Linked DNA regions of Sus scrofa: region 2 is linked to region 1. Evidence: chromatin contacts called from public Hi-C data. All regions are on one chromosome and are shown on one strand. The core of a region is the stretch at or near the end of the contact, and the rest is flanking DNA. Distances in the headings are between cores, read along the strand shown.

Region 1 (5,883 bases), core at 1,888-4,387:
AGGGATAAATAGTGAGGTCTTTACTTCTTTGCTTTTTGGAGTACCCGCGCCCTTCTGCAAAAGTAGAGCCTTATCAAGATCTCCCCTTGTTCACATGTCTCACTTTCTGACACTGACGACCGGAGCCAGAGTCATTTTATTTCCCCAACACCACCAAGCCCTCCCCAAATTGCAGATGTGTGAGCAAATATGACTCTTGTTGTTTGAAGTCACAATATTCATTTTGGGATGTTTTTTGTTACACATATATATATTTACACACACACACACACACACACTCGCACACAGCAAAATAACTGATAAGAGTTCTCTGCTTAAAGAAACACTAAAAACACACTTTGCTGATCTCCCTGGGGTGAAGTGCTCTGAGTTGGAGCTCCCTCTCTTCCTCACATGCAGCTGTTATGATGGCTGTCCTAACCTTTTTTCTACAAAGAGGTCTGGGACCACCGAGGAAGCAGGGAGGCAACAGTGAGTGATCTATTGTTTTTGAATCCTATTTGCTCAATGGACATGGGGAGGGAGGAAGGGTCTCAGTCTCCTCTTCTTCCAGCCCTCCCTCATCCTCCAGGGTTCCAGAGGGAGGGGTAGGTAGGTGGTAGATGGTTTTACATGGAGGAACTGATAAGACTAGCATTTTGTATTTCCAAAAAGCAGGAGGGAATGACATCTACTCCCTTACCTGATGTACAACCTGCTTTATTAGAGACATAGATGGCTAAACAGTAATACCTGGAACTGCTCCTGGGAATGGCTTACATCCTTCCATTATGTCCCTATTAGACAGCTGGGGTCCATGCTCGCCTTGAGTATGTTACTGGATGTGTACCATCCTTCTTGGGTCTGAAGATTAGCCATATGCCAAGAGGAAAAGATTTAATTGGCCTCATCCCTCACCATGGCCCAATACTGTTGTCTCTTTTGAGCTGAAATGAAACCAAACTGAGACGTGTGATGACGCTAACTTTTCCCTTTGAACCTCAACTTTCCTTTCTGTCTCACTCCCTGGACCTACTTCATTTCGAACAGACTTATCCAGAAGAAATTTAATCTCCTTTTTAGATAGTTTGTTTGAAACCCTTTGCAACCAAAGTCATGGTCTTAAGCTCTTTCTGTAACTTTTTTCCCTTTCAATCTTAGTTCCCTAGCAGAAACCACCACACTGAGTAGGACAAAGTCAGTGGGCAAGTAAATACAATCAAGATGATGGTGAGAGTGGCTCCCTCCCTTTTTTAACCCCAAAAGTCCCTAGAAGAACCTGAGCACAGCACCGTTGCCATGTTTATACCTAAAAAGGGCTGGGGACTAGGTCAGCCCTGGGAGATCCAGCACTTCTCTTCAGGTCAGTTAGCTGCTTAGAGGTTTTGGAAAAATCAAGTGAATCCCACTGAGGCTTATCGCCTAGGACTCTGGATGCCTGTAGGTATGTGTGGAGGATGGAGATGCTGTTCTTGGGCATGCCAGCTGGGAATCAGCCTGCCATTGGGGGCCTAGAGATTCCAACCTTCTTCATATCCTTAAGGAAGGTATCTTGGCAGAGAACGAGACCCTAAAGTGATGGCTCAGGGAGAGACATCCTGCCTCATCAGAGTTACCTTTCATGACTGGAGTGGCTGGGTAGAGGAGGAGGTCATTCAAGCCTTTTGTTTTCTGGGTTACATCCAGATGCTAAAACTTTACCATACCAGCATACTTGCACTCTGCTGGGAAGGGAGGAGGCCTGGCTTCCTATCTTCTGGCTGGCGGTGAGCTAAGAGGGTTCATGTTTCAGGTAAGGCTGTTGTTCCTCCAGTGTTCTGGCCACTTTTGATGCATTGTGTGTGTGTATGTGCACACACACATGCTTTCTTTGAGGCAAGCTTTTTGGAGATTTATGTCCAAGATCCAGTGCTTTGTGGTCGATGAGTGCTTTTGCCAGGGTGACATTTCTGAGCTCTCCTTTGCTGCCCCTCTGTCTTCCCTCCTTGGCCAACAACACATCGTAGGGCGCTGTGCCACCCTTCCCACACTGCTTTCACTCTTTGAAAGAACATACGTCTTCACTGCAGCCTCAGAAGCTGGTGTGAGGTGATTGTTTGTAGTAGATGTTTCCATGACACTCGTTTATTTCTTCTGCAGATACAACTGTATTGGGGGAGGGGACGAGGTTGGGAAACATGAAGACTTTCAGCTTCCTCCTTATCATCTTCTGTAGAAATAGGAAGCCCACCTTCGCTTTCCTGGGTCCCCCTCACAGACCCTGGCACTGCTCCCCAAGTCCCTCAGCTTTGTGCTGCCAGGGTGGGGCCTGGCTCCCAGTCCGGTGAGGTTGGGGGAAGGAATCTTGTGCCTGAGGAGGCAGCCTTTGTGGAGAATAAGAAGAAACACTTTCACTGCTCAAAGTTGAAATTTAATGGTGATGAGCAACTATGACCCACACCGGGGGTGGCAGTGTGCACACGTGTGTTCCCAAAGGGGCTTGTGACACTCCCGCAGCTGAACCAATGACTCACCCCAAATCTTAGCGACTTTTAGAGGTCATTTTAGTCATTCCCCTGCCGTCAGTCTGGATGGAGCTTAATGTAACCACACATTTGGGTGGGAAGGGGTGCCTTGGGGAGGCAAGAGTGGCTGCGTGTAGAAGGGAGTGGGGAGTGGAGGTAACGTGTGACCCTTTGTAAAAGATCTCCAGCTAAGGACACTTCCAGCTTCCCCAGGCTGCCTTTTCTGGGTTTCCCCATCACTGAATCAGCACCGTCCTCCCGGGACGGCTTTTTGCTGGAAGGAAACCGGATGCTGGGTTCCCTACGTGGGCGGGAGCTCCAACCCCTTAGACCCGCAGGGTAGCCGAGACCCCAGGATCTCGTTAGCCAGCCCTGCAGCCACATTCCCTCCCCCAGAAACTTGCCATGCAGCGGGAGCGGGGAGCCGAGCCGAGCGGAGACGCGGCAGCGCCTTCTCTCCGGCAATGCGCATGATTCTGCGGCTCTGGGCTCGCCACACGTCAACGCACCTTGAATGGGCTCGCCCCCCTCGCCGCGACGGGCAGAGATTGTGGCCAATAGGACTCCGGGATCACCGGACGCGTCCAATGGGCGGGCGACAGGGGCGGGTCCGGGGCGGTGCGGCGGGGCTTCTCCGCGGCGCTGCCTGCGCTCCTCCCGGGCTCCAGTGCAGGTGCCGCTGCGCCGGGCGGGAGGCTGTGCGCCGAGCTGAGCTGAGACGCGGAGGGATGGGGAGCGGGCCGCCCGGGCTGCAGGAGCCGCAGGAGCCGCGGGAGCACCGACGCTGGGCGTAGGCGGCGCGGGGCACTTTGAGATAGGATGAGGCTCCTGGCTGGCGCGCGGTAGTACTATGATTTGGTATGTGGCCACTTTGATAGCAAGTGTGATCAGCGCCCGAGGTCTTGCGGCTCAAGGTGAGTTGAAGTGCAGCGTCCCTCCCCTGCGCCTCCCGGCGCTCTTGGCCGGGTCCTCCAGCCGAGCCCGCGCCTTCCCGCCGGGCGCGCTCCGGGCACCGCGGGGAGGGCGGGGGCCGCGGCCGCAGTCGCGGCAGGCGGAAAGGGCCTGAGCTCTGGCTGCCTGCGCTTGGGAGAGGACGCCTCGGGATCCGGTCCGCTTCTCCACCTCTGGCCCCAGGGCTTCACAGCGGGTGCGGCGCCCGGTGTCCTTCGCGGGCGCAGCCGCCGCCTCGAGCGCAGGGGGAGGCGGCGGCTTTCCTAACTCTGCCGCCTGGGAGTTTGCAGGTTCTCCGGCGGCTGCGGCACGCTGGAGCTCCGTGCAGCGCCGCGGCTCCGCAGGCTAGCCCGTGCGGGGCCCGGCACCCGCGGCTCATGGTCCGGGCTCCCAGCTCCAGCTCTCGTTCCTCCGGATCACACATCTTGGTAGCTGGAGGTCGGATCCCTTCTCAGGGCGGGGGCGCACGGAGCCCCTAGAGAGGAGAAAGCTGGTTCTGCGCGGGGTCCCTCGGCCGGCTGCGAGGAGTTTCAGCCTTCGGCTGGCCCTGCCCGCGTCCCGCTCAGCCGCACCAGAGCATGGCCGGGCAAAAGTTCCCTGGGAGCGCGCCGCAGCCAGGCACAGCTGGCCGGGGGCGAGGGCAGCGGGGAGGGGGTTCCCTTTGCCGCGTCTCGGGAGGAAGGAGGTTTTTCTTTCCGTTTTTCCGGTCTGAGGTGGGGAAGAGGCGAGAGGGAAGCCAGCGAGTTGGGTGATGCGCGCGTGAGCGCGCGGGCTTTTGCTTTGGAGACAGCAAAGCGACCTGCTCCTCTCTATGTGGCACCCCGGCTCCCAGCCCTTGTATGGAAACAGCGGCAGAGCCTGGAGGTTCCAGGACTGTGAGCTCACAGTGCTCAGCGCATAGACAAGACCCAGCTGCTGTAAGGTTCCCAAGGCCGGAAGGGATGGCTTCCGGGGAGATCCGCCGGGTGGACCGCAGCAGGGAGAGACCCCGAGCCCCGCAGGTTGCTAGCGAAGAAGGGTCCTCTCCACACCTTGTTTGGGGGTTGTGTAGAGGGAGGGGAAGTGATTTGGGAAAGTTTTTGGAATGGAATAGATCTCCCTGCTATTGGGGGGGGGGGGGTGGTATGAGAACAGAAGCAGAGGAAGGCGACCAGTGATTTTGTTAAATGGTATGTGATCTGGATGGTTTTACAACTCCCCCTTTGTGAGGTGGGAAACTGAGGTCAGAGTGGCAGCAGGAGCTCGGGGAGTGGGGGTGGGTGTGAGGTGGGTCCAGTTGCTTTGAGAATCCTCTCCAGCCTCATCCTCCCCCTACCTCTATCCCCTTGTAGTCTTCCAATGCCCTCATCTTCCTCCCCTCCAGTTTTTGGTATGTTCCTGCTCTGGGACTGTGGCTGAGAGCACAGAAGGATGTGCTGGGATCTTTGAATAAAAAAGAGACACTGAAGGGAGGCCCTGGAATAGCCTCCAAAGCTGAGAGGTCAAAGGGAGGTGCGTGGACTTTTTGCAAGTGTAAGCATAGAATCCAGGAAAATAGGTTTCTATTACAGCAGCACACAAAACGGCCAGACAGAAGGAAGGACTTTCCAACATTGAAGGTTGTTGGGCTGGAAGCTTATGCTTTCTTTCTGCTATGGGGAGATCCTTCTGTCTGGGGTGGCTTGACATGAACCTCTGCCTGCCACCCCTAAGGGTCTTGGTGGTCTTTTTAGTCTTAAGGGGCTCTGTGTGGCGGTGAAGGACCTAGGCCTAGTCATGTGACCTGGACTCAAATCCTGGCTCTGCCACTTGCTGACCTGTGACCTTGGACACCTTCCCTAACTTCTGTAATTGTCATTTGCCTCATTGGGGGTTAAGAGGATGAGCCTGTAGGGTTTTTGTGGACATTAGTGCTATAAAGCAATGGAAAGCTACCTGTTCTGTAGTAAGTGCTTGGGAGATGTTGATGATGGTGTGGTTTCACTGTTTGGGGGCCTGGGGGTGGGGAGTCCAAGCCCTTCTCAGCTTCTTTCCCTTGGGCCATCCAGGGAATCCCACCCAGGGAATCGGGAGCTAGGAATGTCTTGGGGGAGCCAAGTTTGCTTTCACGGGCTGACCTTGCCCAGGGAGACATGGAGGACTGCTCAGAAATCCTTTGAAAGATCTGCAAACCTGGAGTTTCGTTGGTAGCCAGAGCCTTGTAGGAGGGATGAGGGGGCCTCAGAGCCAAGAAGCTCATCACACAGCCTCTGGAAGCGGGAGACAGGGCTTGTGTGGCAGCCACCTCTCAGAAGCATGGCCAGTGTTCAGATGCTGCTGTGTGAGGGCTCAGCTGTTCTCCGACTGGCAGAGGTGACTTCCGGGAGATTCCTGAGGGGCGGGACTTTGAGATGCCATCTTAGGGCTTGGCTGAGCAGGGGCTGCTCCAGCAGAGGGGTGAAAGGGCTGGGGCAGAGTGAGGGATGGGCTT
Region 2 (5,883 bases), core at 1,093-3,592, 84 kb before region 1:
GACCTTCATGGGAAGCCATACTTTGCAGAGATAGGTCCCAAGGCAGAGCAGTCAGAGAGCACCTCCCCCCTCAGCTCCTGCTTTGGGCCAATGCAATGGGGCTTGCAGGCAAATAGCTTTCAGCCCCTGCCGGATGCTCTAAGCAGTGGCCAGACCCACAAGCCCAGACACTGCTGGATTGGGGAGGGGGCTCTCAGGGCCAAAGGTGGTGGGTAGGTGGGTGGGATGGTCTGGGTGAGTCACAGGAGAAGCCCAATCCCTGTTCTCTATTGACAGACAGAGCAGAGAAAGGCCTTCCTGATAAGATGTCCATGGGTTCGGTGAGGATGGTTGGGCTTGAGAAGAGAGAATGTGCAGGGGCTGGGGCCACTCCCCAAGACAGGGGCCCAGGACTGTCCCTGTGACACATGTGAGTATGCCCACCTGGGTGGGTGTGAGGTGGTATAGCCTGGGCTGTGGGCAGAGGTCAATGTGAAAGTGCAGGGCTATGCACCAGCCCCAGCAGAGCTCTGCAAGTGTGTGTGTGTGGAGGGTGGCGGTTAGGGGTTTTTGTGGCTCATGTGTACTTGCCGTTTCTCTTGCACATGCATGCACCAGAGTGGGGTGTGTACTGACTCTGCACCCCCAGGGGTTCCCTTCTCAGCCCAGGCTTCGCCTCACACAGACACAAAGATTTCACTGCCCACAAATTCCTCCACTTCTGAAAAAGACAAGGGGGGGAAAGGGCCAAGATACAAGAAGAGATAAAAATAGCTGAAAATAAGCTCTTTGGATCAGAAAGCTCCCTTTTTCAGTGAGTCACCAGTTCTTCAGACTGAGTGCACACCCCCCACATGCACACGTGTGCACACACACACACACACACACTACAAAACATAAGCACACGGTCATGCCTCCAAGTTATGCCTGAACCCTTGTGCAGACCCCGTCTCACACTCTGTCCTCAGATGTAAAATACCCTTCAATGGGGGTGGGGGGCGGCGGCTATTCTCTGGGCCTCTGGGGAACCTCACAGACAAAGCGCTGCCCCCCATGTCCCCTCCCCACTCAGCATCTTCTGACTGCCCTGTTCTTCCTGCCCTCCTTGCAATGGGGCCCTGGCAGGAAGGGGTGATCACACTTGCTTCCTCAAGAGGCTCCAGGGCTGGAGCAGTCAGACAGCCCGGACGCCAGGCAAGATGTATGAGTATGTTCTGTTAATTGCATTAGAAGCTCTGCCGGAGCACAGGCTTGCACAGCCTTCAAAAGGCAGGGCCGACAGAAGCATCCGTAGTGGAGACAGGACTGGGCGTGTTTACTAGCTTCCTGCGCTCCTGGGCCACCACGGACCCCTCCCCCGCCCCATCCTCCTGCTGACAAGAGGGATTCCTCGGTCTTTAGCTCAGCAGGACCAGCCCAGCCCTCTGGAGCTCCTCCAGGCTCCTCTGGGGTAGGGAGTAGCCAGGACTGGACCCTGCTCCATCATTCTTTTTCTCCCCGTCCCCTCCCCTTGGCAGACTCTCTCTCTTCTCTGCATCTCTTCATTTCCACCTCCATCTGTGAAACCCAAGTCTGCTTCATTCCAAGCACATAAAGAACCTGGGTCCTGAGCGGCCCCTCCCGCTTGTCCCAGGAGCATGACTGCCTTGTCCTCTAAGCCTCTGGAGCCGCTTCTCCCCAAGAGTTAGCTGTGCCTTTCCAGGAAACGGGGGTGTGGCACATGCCAGCATGAACAGGGCAACCAGACAGGATTTACCTAAAATTTGAAGTAAGTCTGAGGAGGTGGCTCTGAGCATGGGCCTCAGGACATGTCCTGTGTCCAGGACTACGATAAGCCCCTTAGGGGTAGTGCTAGGGCCACCGTGCCCACCTCCCCAGCCCTTTGTGCCCTACTCGGCTGGGGCCTCACCATGCTTGGGGCGGGCTCTGCATTTGAGCTGTGGCCCCCACTTTTGGGCTCTGTGGGTTTGGTGAATTCATGTCACTGGGCCTTTGTTTCAACGGCCAAAGGGAATAATAATATCACCGTCTACATCATGGGGTCCTTTTATGTTTGTGGTGCTTCAAAGAGTGAAAGCAGGCACCTGGAAAATTCCTCGTAAATGCCAGACCAAGTCAGCTTGCTGTGGCTTTCCATGCCTTTATTCCCCTCAGAAACCCTATCCCTTTCTAGGGGGAGTTTCTGGGGCATCAGAGCCAACACACAGGACCCAAGTCTCCTGTCTCCCCAGGAGGTCTCCTTCCTCCCCTGGGCTGCGCCCGTTCACCCATACTCAAGTCTTGCCCACTCCTGTCCCCTCCTGCCACGAGTCCCCTTTGGCTCTGGCTTGGCCTGAGCTGGACATGGGCAGAGAAGAGGCTATTTTTAGCCTCAGACAGAAGCAGCTGCTGTACAGCCACTGCACAAAGCCTGGCTCTCCAAAGGTAGGCCCAGCCCAGGGGCCAGCCTGAGGAAGGGGAGGAAGGCCAGTCGGGGTGGGGGGGTCCTGGGACCCCAGCTCCTTGTCTCCCCTCCTTGGAAGGCACCCCATAAGCTGCCCTCCCATCCTAACCCTCCCCCACCCCGGCGTCTTAATTCCCAGGGGGCTTAGCAGCTAAGCTGCAGAGGCTGCAAAGTGGGGTAAGGAAGGAGGGTCAGACCCTGGGCAGAGGAGGCCTGGGGGGGTTGCAGCCTGTGTCCTGAGGATTCAGAATTCTTATTTATTTATTTATTTGTCTTTTTGTATTTTTAGGGCTTTACCTGTGGCATATGGAGGTTCCCAGGCTAGGGGTTGAATCAGAGCTGTAGCTTCCGGCCTTTACCACAGCTACAGCAATGCCAGATCCTAGCCGTGTCTGTGACCTACACCACAGCTCATGGCAACGCCGGATCCTTAACCCACTGAGCGAGGCCAAAGATCGAACCCACAACTTCATGGTTCCTAGTTGGATTCATTAACCACTGAGCCACGATGGGAACGCCCCTTCTCTCTTTATAGCTGAGAACTCAGACTCCTGAGGTCCAGGAACTGACAAGGTGGGCACAGTTCCCCCTTTCTGTCTGCAGGTGCCAGTTCCCCAAAGGGTCCCATGCAAAAACATGTCACATGATCTCGATCTGAGGTTTGGGTGAACTGCCTTGATCTCCCCAAGGTGATCAGTCTTTCACAGGAGCTGAAAAGGATCCTGAAAAATCAGCATTGAATTATAAAATAATTCTCGCCATTCTCATGTCATGGCTTCTATGTTACCGTAATTCTCGTCATCCTTACAGACCAGGTGGCAGTGGGCACAGAAGAAAATTACGGTCTAGATCAATACATTAATCACATTTTCATCTGCCCAGGCCCTGACCCAGGCTCTGAGGATCCCTTAGAAAGTGAGCAAGTGGGCCAGAAACTTACCCTAGAGGAACTTATTCATTCTAGAGCTTAGAAGCTCTTTCAAATTGAAAAATATACACTCATAAACCCAGGGAACAGTAGCCCAGCAGTTTCATATCTGCAAACGCTGCAAAGGCGCTTAGCAACTGGTTGCGTAGATCTGATTTCTCTGGAGTCTGGATCCCTGATGCTTTCAGGCAACGATTCTCAACCTTTCACGTCATGCGTCTCTTTGTAAATCGATTAAAGCTGTGAACTTCTCTCCAGAAAAACGTCCAGAGCACAGACACTCAAAAGCTTGCTTACGATTTGAGGGGCTTACAAGCCCAGGAAGCTGACACAAGGACCTTGTGCTTAGAGGCCCTGTTTGAAGAGCAGGAGGCAGCTGCTGGGCCTGCGCTGATGGATCCATCACAGGGAGAGGTATGCAGCTGAATTTTAATCACACTCTTCTGCCAGTGTGGGTTAGGGGAAGCGGGCCACTGGGCCCAGACTGTGTAGCCTTCTGATGTATTCCTAAGTTCTACCGAACTACAGAAATAAGCCCTTTGCAAAAATCCTAACTCCTTATAATTTTGATGTGACCTTGGCCAGAGCCCCCCCTTCTTTGGGATCTCAGCTTTGTGGAATGAAGGCAGGGGGCAGGACACTGAAATGAGCTGAGGATCCTTCTAGCACAGATGCATGGTCCATACAGGTGTGTCCTCCCCTGGGGATGGAGGATGGGGGGTGGGGGTGGGGTGGGAGGAAGAGCCTCTGCCCGTGGGGTGGCGGGGGAATGCTGGGACCTGAGTCCTGGACAGGAGACTCTAGCTGTGCTCCTGGCCACATACTCCCACACCTGATGCTGGGCTTAGGATTTGACCTGACCCCAGCTCTGGGCCTGAGGCTGAGGCTGAGCTCACCTGCTCTGACAGGTTACAGCCTCACAAATCAGCAGCCCAAACACCTGGAGATGGAGGGGGAGCGGTCTTCTCCATGGTGATGTGGATGGCTTCCTGGGAGCCAGGTGCCCTGCAGGAGGAGACCCTATGCCCAGCCTGGGGCACCTGATGAGAGGGGAGGGAGGTGGAAAGTGCAGCCCGCCTGCTCTAGGGCCCATGAACTGCGACTCTGGTCTGCCCCAGACATGGAAGGGGGCAGTTCCTGGAGTCATGCTTCTGGCCCAGCATGGCTGCAACGCAAATTGGGGGCTCTGGTCCCACTGAGGGCCTGGACCCTCCAGATGCTGAGTGACAAGATCTGCAAACTCCAGTCCCTCCTTGGGAATCCATGCCACCTTTTCCTCCCTCTTCCCAGGCCTCCTCAGCACTCCTGGCCAGAATTTAAATGTCACCAGCTCTAACTGACTGGTCCTCTGCAGGGGCATGGGGTGAGTGGAGCTGCTGCTTGCTCACTTTTTTGTCTGGGAAGGAGGACCCCCCCCCGAGGGCCTAGGGGAGATGAACAGAGGAGCCTGACTCAGCATCTTAGCCCAGAGAGCCAGAAGGTGCCTGGCCCAGGTGTGCTAGTTTCCTTGACACACTTGCTCACCAGTGCCCACATACAGGTTCATGCGTGCACACCTGGCACACAGGCCACACCCACAGACACATGCAAGAACCTGCCATCTTACCATCACACGCAGACCCTAATCACACATCCGCAAGAAGACAACCTTCTCTTCTGGGCGCCTCTTCCAGCCCGGGTTTGCTATAGTGCGCGGGCACACGGTACATACGTAAGTATGCCTTGCCTTTCCCAGCTCACCTTGAGAATACATGGTGCAGTGAGCGTCACACACCCTGAGCCCCTCCATCCCAGCCCATGTGGTGACCATCCACCTGTCAAACTGCCCCGTGCCCCTCTGCCCTGCCCTTCCTCAAGCAGCATCCCTGTGTGGACACACCTCTTCCCTCGGGGCTGAGTACAGGAGGCTGTAGGGAAGGCAGCCGGGACCTGGCTCTGCTCAGTGGCTCAGAACAAGTTGCTCATTTATCTCTGCAATTTATCTCTGCATAACACATAACACGCCTTGTGAGGCTATTGATAAAGAGATGCTCTAGTCTGGCCTCGCTTTCTCCTCCATAAAGGGGATTAAAATACCATCCACTTTATCTCCATCATGGCAATACTACAGGATTCAAACCTGATATGGAAGAAAGCAGGTTCAGAAGTGTAACATGCATGATACTGTGGGCTATCAGGGCGTTTGTTTTCATGTATGATGTCCAGTCGACGAACTGCAATGGTAGGGCAGCATTCTCCTGGTGTGAATGGATCCTGGAGCTGGTCTTGCCAGGGTCCTGGTCCAGGGCTCAGTGAACCAAAGCAAAAATTGTACTCCGGGAGTTCCCGTCGTGGCGCAGTGGTTAACAAATCCGACTAGGAACCATGAGGTTGCGGGTTCGATCCCTGCCCTTGCTCAGTGGGTCAAGGTTCCGGCGCTGCCGTGAGCTGTGGTATAGGTTGCAGACGCGGCTCGGATCCTGCGTTGCTGTGGCTCTGGCGCAGGCTGGCAGCTACAGCTCCGATCCGACCCCTAGCCGGGGAACCTCCATAT

The links. Hi-C and Micro-C count contacts between places; a contact is called where the count stands out from the background.
Region 2: a Hi-C map of skeletal muscle shows a contact between it and region 1, with 2.8 times the contacts expected there. The contact joins the enhancer-like site here to the promoter of IGSF9B in region 1. A contact is called at or near these places in 9 of 47 Hi-C or Micro-C datasets (alveolar macrophages, brain, embryonic fibroblasts and 4 more) and 1 of 2 datasets of contacts at active chromatin or transcription factors (skeletal muscle).

What each region holds. Positions count from the first base shown.
Region 1 is chr9:60,518,717-60,524,599 of Sscrofa11.1, reverse strand. IGSF9B (protein turtle homolog B) reads left to right here and starts at 3,137. Exons shown (of 20, transcript XM_021063165.1): 1 at 3,137-3,397. The coding sequence starts at 3,334.
Region 2 is chr9:60,602,195-60,608,077 of Sscrofa11.1, reverse strand. No RefSeq gene overlaps it. Among named protein-coding and RNA genes, the nearest start is that of JAM3, 24 kb to the left of the region's middle. Within about 2 kb of position 2,342, at least 14 of the 83 cell types and tissues checked have an H3K27ac peak or open chromatin away from gene starts, as enhancers often do. A contact at or near this core is called in embryonic fibroblasts and skeletal muscle, where this site is marked.